Regions from separate parts of the Mus musculus genome. Here region 2 is linked to region 1. A link is a contact called in public HiChIP or PLAC-seq data. All regions are on one chromosome and are shown on one strand. The core of a region is the stretch at or near the end of the contact, and the rest is flanking DNA. Distances in the headings are between cores, read along the strand shown. Region 1 has its middle 87 kb from the start of Gm6249. Region 2 holds the start of Ebf3 (early B cell factor 3).

Evidence for each region. HiChIP or PLAC-seq counts read pairs in DNA pulled down with a chosen protein or histone mark.
Region 2: an H3K4me3 HiChIP or PLAC-seq map of embryonic limb bud shows a contact between it and region 1, with 3 times the contacts expected there. The contact joins the promoter of Ebf3 here to the enhancer-like site in region 1. A contact is called at or near these places in 8 of 39 promoter capture datasets (the 3T3-L1 cell line, embryonic stem cells, frontonasal cranial neural crest and 4 more), 2 of 484 Hi-C or Micro-C datasets (embryonic stem cells and myocytes), 13 of 115 datasets of contacts at active chromatin or transcription factors (cardiomyocytes, craniofacial prominence, differentiating embryonic stem cells and 10 more) and 1 of 9 other capture datasets (embryonic stem cells).

What each region holds. Positions count from the first base shown.
Region 1 is chr7:136,795,976-136,799,983 of GRCm38.p6, reverse strand. No RefSeq gene overlaps it. Among named protein-coding and RNA genes, the nearest start is that of Gm6249, 87 kb to the right of the region's middle. Within about 2 kb of position 1,958, at least 12 of the 459 cell types and tissues checked have an H3K27ac peak or open chromatin away from gene starts, as enhancers often do. A contact at or near this core is called in embryonic limb bud and second pharyngeal arch cranial neural crest, where this site is marked.
Region 2 is chr7:137,312,912-137,317,241 of GRCm38.p6, reverse strand. Ebf3 (early B cell factor 3) reads left to right here and starts at 2,797. Exons shown (of 16, transcript NM_001113414.1): 1 at 2,797-3,462; 2 at 3,568-3,724; 3 at 4,086-4,149. The coding sequence starts at 3,329.

The DNA.
Region 1 (4,008 bases), core at 709-3,208:
TTGTGGCAAATTTATTAGGATGTAATCATGTTGAGAGCATACATCAAGGAGGCTATCATCTAAAATCTAGGAGTGACCGTTACCACTGTGTGCCTTTTGGCGAACAGTAATGTGCACTATTGTTGAAAATGCCTAAAAGGAACTTTTAGTTTTGGAATCAGTGACATGCTGTGCCCATACACTTAAGGAAGGGAGAAGATAGACCCAAGACTGGATCTGGATGAAAGAAAGAGGACCAAGGTAGAGGCGGGACCTCCTGCTGGCCACCTCAGTGGATATTGTCCTGGTCAATTCTCTTCCCTGACTCAGTTTCCTTATTCTGCTGAATGCTGGAAGTGAGAAGGGGACGGAGTCAACCAGTGACCCTAGAGTTCCTCCCACGCTTGCTGCAGGAGACCCTTCAAGACACTGTGAGTTTCTTAACCTGCTTACCTGGCTGTGAGGAAAGTTCCAGAAGACACACTGCTCATAGCTGGTGTGAGGAGTTGGGCTTGATGAGCCCTATACGCCTCAGCACTCACAACAGCCCTGTCAAGGGTTGGTTGTTCTCTGATCCATCAGGCAGAGAGCCTTAGAAAGGTAGGGCTGAGAAGGGGTGGGGAAGAGCTTGCTGGCATGTGCAGTACCTGCTGTTCCTCTTGGAGGTGTTCTTACTTAATGTTCTGTGGTCATCCAGAACTTGAAAGAAGTATGGTGTGTGTTTGTGTGTGTGTGTGTGTGTGTGTGTGTGTGTGTGCGCGCGCGCGCGTGCGATCAAATTGTTTAATTTTAATTTTTCTTCAAACTAAAGGAAATTCTCTTAGTTACTTTTCTGCTATTATGAAGAGATACCACAGTCAATGCAACTTATGAAAGACAGCATTTCATTTGGGGCTCACAGTTTCAGAGCAGAATAAATGCTCACCCCAATGACAAGTCTCCGCCAACAAAGTCACACCTTCGAAATCTTCCCAAACAGTTCTACCAGCTGTGAACCAAGGACTCAAATCCATGAGCTTTATGGTCGCCATTCTCATTCAAACTGCTCCAGAAATCAAATCAGAAGCCAAGGAGAGCTGCAGGAACTTCTAAAGTAAAGGCTGTTGGAAATATACGAACACGAGGCACTTCCCAAGTTTAACAGATAAATGTACAGCCTGCCTCTCATGAATGCAATTCTTCCACTTCCACTTCCTCTTCTTTAAATGACATCATACCAGGAAGTCTAGACCAAAAGCCTGAAGATACTGTAGCATTTAAAATTCATCTATGCTCATATACACAGCCTGATGCCTGTTCAAAAAAAAAATCTACTCTATAAAGATCTCCTTTTTTAATTAAGAAAGACTAATATCAAAGCATGGCTTTTTTTTTTTGCATTTAAAATTCCTGTTTAAACTTCTCCTAGATTAAGTGAGCTTAAACAGTTGTGATTCCTGACTTTAACAGCATTATAAAACACATTAGAGACTGAGAGGATAAGATGCAGCCCTGTTAGGTTGTCACCTAACTGCTATTTGCAGTTGTAAGGAGTACTAATGGCGCAGGGACAAGATTTATCGTCACAAAGACATTCTGCTTAACATTAGCCTTGTCGTTCCATTAATAATGACTGCTTATGAGCCATCTTCTCGGCATCTTTGTTGTCCTGAAAACTTAAAACTCACGGCACAATTCTTTACGACGTGTTACATTGCCCCCTCTGGGTACTCCTGACCATTATCCCATTTGGTTATATTCAAAACTGCTGCCTCCAGAGAGAGCATTAGGGCGACCTTTCACCTTCCAATATTCTTGGTTCAAATGGCGTAATAACATGTAGTGAATATTTACAAGCACACTTATACTATAATAGAGTACTGCTGTGAACATTAGCACATATTTTCTGCTCAATCAGGCTTTGATGTAGAGCTTGCCTGCCATGCACCCCAGAGAAAAAGCAGGCCCCAGTAAGCTGTGCTCAGGAAACACCCTTGAAAGGAAGCCGTTTACATAACATAACTGACTGCAGCAGATCAGCCAGGCCCCAGTCCGGCCCCAGCTGAGGCTCCAAGATCTGGGGGTTGGCTCATGTCCTCCCAGCTCCCCTCAGTCCAGTCTTGCCTGGAATTCTGGCTGGGGCTGACCAGGCCTCTCCAGGAAGAGAGAATTAAAGACCGTATTGCCCTGGCACCAGGTGGTCTGCTGACCTTCGCTTGGGCTTTGACATGTTTTAATTAATTGTTTTCAGAACTGGGGACTGAACCTAGGGCCCCGTGTGTCTTAGGCAAGTGCCCTAGCACTGAACTGCACCCCTAGCCTAATTAAAATTTTATATTAAAAAACAAATGAGAATCCCTTATTCACAGGATAAATTATAAGGTCTGCTTGCCCTTCCGTCATCCATCAATACAGCTTCTCTTTTTAGCTGCGTCCCTTCCTTAGCCCCGCTTCTCACTTTGCCTCATCTCCTTGCCAGTTCTCCTTGAAATTTTTTTTAAATAATTAAAAAATTTTTATTTTGTGGGCCTATGAGTGGGAGGGCACAGGGTGACTTGTGGGAGTCAGTCCTCTTCCTTTTACCACGTGGCTCCCAGCCATGGAACTCAGGCTTCTGGCTTGGCACCTACTGAGCCACTTTAAGAGGACCCTGAGCTCCTTCAGTTGTGATAGTGTGCTTTCTGTTAGCCACTCCCCTTTTGCAGATAGCTTATCAATGTCCCAAGGGATTTCCCAGGCCCACCCTGCACACCTGTTTCCACCATCCCAACTAGCTCAGCTTAGCTTTTTCCAATGGAGCCTTTCCCTCTCTTTGTCCCCTCGAAGCCTTGGCTGATCCATTCTAGATGCCTCTCCTGCTCAAGTAGCTTGTCCCAGGCCCCAGGGTTCTCTGCAATTAGAAGACTAAATATTCCATAAAGGAGCATGATTGGAAGACAGGAAGCTCCATACACCCCAGCTGGTTCCAGTATGGACAGCCTTCATGCTGAGACAGTGTGTGTACAGGTCTGTCTGTCTGTCTGTCTGCTTAGAATCCATCCCCCTCTTGTTGTAGAGCTAAAATAGATAAGAGTATGGGTAATTCTGCCCCCGAAGTTCAAAAAGCTAGAGACTTCTGATAAAATTCATGTAATTCAAAGGAGGTTTGTTGGAAGGTCAGATACCTACAGTAATCGCAAGGGTGTTGGGTCCTGTCTGACACGTGCTCTTTGAGATTTATGCTAAAATTTTCAGGTGCTGCAGGGCACACCATTCCTGACCTCAGACTTGGGAAAACTCCCACACAGTCTCAGGGTAGCATGGAGATATGGTATCCCCCTCCTGTGGTATTTGTAGGGTATGTGGCCAGATCATGGCCTGAAAGAACAGGACTATGCTACTACTGTCAGTGAGACCAGGGAGAAATCCTTTGGCTGGTGTCCAGCATCCCATTGGTCCATGGCTGGTGGTGTCCAGCATCTCATTGGTCCATGGCTGGTGTCCAGCATCCCATTGGTCCATGGCTGGTGGTGTCCAGCATCTCATTGGTCCATACCTGTTTGATAAATAATCTCTGCTGGTCTGCTTCATTCAAGTGCTGGTGTGAGCTACCAGTATGAATGGCAGAGTAACCGGAGAGGAGACCACCTCCTCTCTCAGGAATGGTTATTTATGGTGGGAGAATGTTATGATACAAGTCATTAAACCGATTTAAATTTACCGCAGGTTAAGCCATGCATTACCTGAAGCAGCTACGTACAACAAAAACCTGATATAGTCTGTCTTGTCACTGCCTCAGCTTGTCCTGGCTATGTAGCAGGGTCAGCTCGAGTTGGGTGAGCCATCTCTACTCAGTGGGAATTAAGAAAACTTTTCGGCATTTCTATGCTTTATGAATGTATTTTTGTCATCATCTGGTATAGGATGCTGCCTGTATTGAATGTCCCCCACTCCCCTTATTTATTTTAATGTTCCTAGAGAGCAATCTTTCACTCTCATTTAGTCAATGCTTTGCTTTTTTTTTTTTAAATGAGCCACAGACCACCGTTAGCACTTAGAATGAGAAATGTA
Region 2 (4,330 bases), core at 1,548-4,047, 520 kb before region 1:
GACCAGAGCGCGTCCGCGCAACTTCCAAAGTACCAGCCAGCTCTTGCGTACTCCCCTTTTGGATTCTGGCTGCCTGATTGTCCAAGGAACTGAGAGGGGTGGAGCAGGCTCCTGAGGGAGGTGCTCCCAGACTCTTGGAAGGCTCTAGGGATTTTGATCCGCAGCCCCTCCCCCACCCTCTGGCCTAGGTGCTCTGTCCCTCGCTGCCTATCAAATCGAAAATCTGAGGGTGGCATGGGGTGGGGGCTGCCCACCCAGGCTCCTCTGCAGCAGGCTAGGGTGGAGACCCTTCCTGGACGGCTAGACCTTGTGCTCACAGCTCAGAGCCAGCCGTAGAGTGACAAAAAAGATAAAGTTGGTGAATGATAAAGACCGTATTTTCCACGCTTTGGGTGCGCGACCAGATGATGTAGAAAATGAGCTGAAATGGATTCAGCCCCCGAGCCTGTTGTGAGACAGCTGATTCCCCCATTTCGGGCCAGATGGCTGCCGAACACAGATTTGCATTCATTTTCGCTTAATATCGTCCAAAATAGCGGGGCAGCTGCATTTGTTGTCAAAAAGGTTTAAAACCCCCTTTCTTTCTGGGGCAGGATCGTTACCTTATGTGATGGGCTTATGGAACTTTTTCTCCCCCTCTTTAGTCAACAGTATCAGATTTAGAAGGATTTGCTTTTAAACCTTCTAATTTGGTAATCAGATTTAAATCGCCTTGGCGCGTGTAATCTGAATTAAAGATACTGTAAATGATTTTAAGCATGACACTTGCCTTAGCGCAAGGACGGGCACCTCCAGCCCAGGCTGGACATTTTAGGAAGTGTGCTACAAAGCGAGCATTGTACCCCTTTCCCAACTTCATCTCTGCCTAAAAAGGCATTTAGCATATTCTGTCATTGACGCTGGCCCTGTCGCTCACCCAGTGTGAGCTCCCAAGCTTTGGAACACACAGAGACAAAGCATCTCTCAACCTCACCCTCCACCCATGGCCAACTTTATTCTGTGTTGTCTTTCCAGGAGCAAAGTGTTACCTCTTGCATGGGGGGTCTGATGTAAGTGGAAAATGCTGGGCTTATTAGGAATACAGAAATTTTCTTTTAATTTATCGTGAGGAGTTTCCATACACTTTGATTTAAGGTTATTAACATTCTATAGACAGTGGCATTTTTAATATGTGGCGATCGCTTCTAAAGACTAATCTCATTACCCTCAAATAGTCATAAAATATGATTTTATTATACTTACGTATTTAATTAGACGGCCGGCCCCGTAATGGATTTTGAGATGGGACTGGCGCAACAGCTTTGATAATTCACTTATCTTTGGCAATAGTCATTAACCCCCAACACCAGCAAAATAGATTGCTTTCCAGCACATCTTTTCTCTCACCCCTTCCAAGTAGCGTGTGGGGGGTCCCCAGATAACGTAAATCGGACTTCGATTTTCCCGATTAATTAAAATATTAACGCACACACACCACCAATTCACAAAAAAAGGAAGAGCTACCCCAGGCCCGGCGGGAAGAGGCTGCCCTGCGACACTTGCGCCCAGAAACCTTTTCTTTTTCTTCTTCTTTTAAAACCAGAAGGGCCTTATTTCTCGTGGCAGGAAAGAGCCTGGGACATCTCCAGGTCGTCCCTTGGGCCTCTGTCGCGCGTCGCACAGATCTCCTTTGGGTGGGCCGAGCGCCTGGGAACCGAATCCGGGCCTCCCGAGCTGGGCCTCCGAGCCCACGCGCTGCCGGCTCCCAGCTGCCCTCCCGGTTCCTCGAAACCAGGTCGGGAAGCCGCAGGGCGCGCGCTCACCCAGGCTGGGAGGCGCAGAGGGCAGGGTCCCTGGCGCCCGCAGTGTCTGCTCTGCTTTTCAGGCGGTTGGAGGTGGGGAGATCTGGCCACCGCACGGACCATGTAACAGGCTGGACACCAGCTCCGGGTCGCCGGAGAGGCTGAGCGCTCTTTCCGTCGGCCCAGAGAGGGCCCAGCCTTCTTTGTCACTGCCGCACCCAAGAACAGGCCAGGGACCCGAAACTCCTGTGGCCACCGGAGGGAGAGGGGGCATCTGGAGGAACCTGTCTCCGACGTGGACCCCGGCCCTGTATTCAGCAGGCTTTGCCGGGGTAGAAAGCATGGGACACCCAGCGGGGCTCAGATGTGGGCACACTGGCCCTTCAGCAGCCTTAGGTCTGCCTAGAAATCAGACTGAGCTGCGCCTCTTGCCCTGGTGGCGGCAGGGAGTGTGGATCCCTAGAAGGGGCATTAGGTACCCTCTTCTCCCAGCCCCTTGTTGTCCCTCCCTCTCCTGGAATCTCCTCCCGCGCGCCTTTCCAGCCTCTTCCTGCTGTTCTCTTTGGGACACCCCAGAGCCAGTGCTGCCCTGGTATTTATTGCATGCGTGTGGGCGACTTGGGGCGCTCCTCCTCCGACCCACGGTGTTTTGACTGTGTGGCAGGTCTTGTGGGCAGGTATAACGGGCCAAGCAGCACTTATGCACTGGCTGCGCTCGCTTCTTTGCGAGATTTATTTGAGCGGGTGGTAACTTCCTCGGCCGCGGCTGGGCTTGTGGAGCCGTGGCGCGTGGCCGGGGGCGGTGGTGGCGCTCGGTGGCGCTCGGAGGCGGCGGGGCTCGCTGGGCTCGCGGGGCTCGGGCCGGCTCGCGGCGCCGTCAGGCAGTCAGTCGGCGAGCGCGGCGGCGGCGGCGGCGAGGGGCGCGGCGAGGGGCGGCCGCTCCCATATATGGCGCAGGCGCCGCCCCCCGACGTCACCCTCTGACAGCGCCGCTCCCGGGGGCTTCGAGTTTTGGCTCCCGGGAAAGGGTCCATTCCTCGGGGAGAGAGGGCTGAGTTTTGTGCGCCTCCGTCCGCTGCGCGCGCCGCTCCAGGCCCCGCCGCGCCCCGCCTGCGCCCGGGACTGCGCCGCGGCACTCACTGCCCCGTTTATTTGTCTTTGGAGCAGGCGGGCCGCGCCAGAAGCGGGCGATCCCGCAGTGTCCTGCAGCCGCGGACGCCGCCTGGCTAGGATGACACCACGTTGAGCGCGCCTGCAAACAACAACAACAACAAGCGCCGCCGCGGCCACCGCGTCCACCGCGCCCTGCTCCTCCGAAGCGTCGCGTCGCCACCGGTGCAGCCCGCCCGCGTCCCCGGCCGTCCGCAGCGCCCGGCCGCCGGTGTATGCGGCGCCTGCCCGGGACGGGCTGAAGCCGGCGGCGGGCCGCACCGCAGGCGCCGAGCAGGGCCAGGGCGGCCAGGGCAGCCTCCTGCCGCCGAGCCCCGAGCGCCGCCGACCGCGGACGCGCTTTCGGCCGGGAGTCGCGGCCGCCGCCAGCAGTGTTCATGTTTGGGATTCAGGAGAATATTCCGCGCGGGGGGACGACCATGAAGGAGGAGCCGCTGGGCAGCGGCATGAACCCGGTGCGCTCGTGGATGCACACGGCAGGCGTGGTGGACGCCAACACGGCCGCCCAGAGGTACGTACCGGCCGCCCCCGCGCGCCTTGGCCCCGGCCCGGCCCGGCCCCCTCCTCCGGCCAGCGCCGCGCTGCTCACCGGGCCGCTGTCCCTTTCCTCCTGCAGCGGCGTGGGGCTGGCGCGGGCGCACTTCGAGAAGCAGCCTCCTTCCAACCTCCGGAAATCCAATTTCTTCCACTTCGTGCTGGCGCTCTACGACAGGCAGGGGCAGCCGGTGGAGATCGAAAGGACCGCTTTTGTGGACTTTGTGGAGAAAGAGAAAGTAAGTGTACACCGGCGATCGCACCCTCCCTCTCCAGGAGTAGGGGGCAGTTGGTGCCCGCGCATGGGGTCCGAGTGCCCCCCTCGGTGGCGGGAGCGCTCCGCCGGGCGACCCCGCCGCCACGTGCGGTCGCACAGGCCCCGCCAAGGGCCGAACAACTTCTCTGTGCCCTCGGACTCACTGGGGGCGAGGGGGAACGCTGGGCTTGCGGCAGGAAAAGTGACATCACCGCGTAGCTGCGAGCCAGGAATCCTGCCTGCAGCGTGTGAGGCCGAGGGGCCTCGGTCCTGGAGGGGGACCGAGCGCGGTGACCGCGCCAGACGCGGCCACGCTAAATGCAATTATTTATCGTTGCTTTCAGGAGCCGAACAACGAGAAAACCAACAACGGCATTCACTACAAGCTGCAGCTACTGTACAGCAATGGTGAGTACCACTGCTTGCTGACTGCCCTTTCGCCCTGAGCGCTGGCTCTCCCTTCCCTCGATGGTTTCAGGACATAAAGATTTTGAGATTAAAATGACATGGGTGTAAACACGAAATCTTCTCATGGCATAGAAGGAAAACAAAACATAAACGATCGATAAGTCGATGGCACTTCACATGA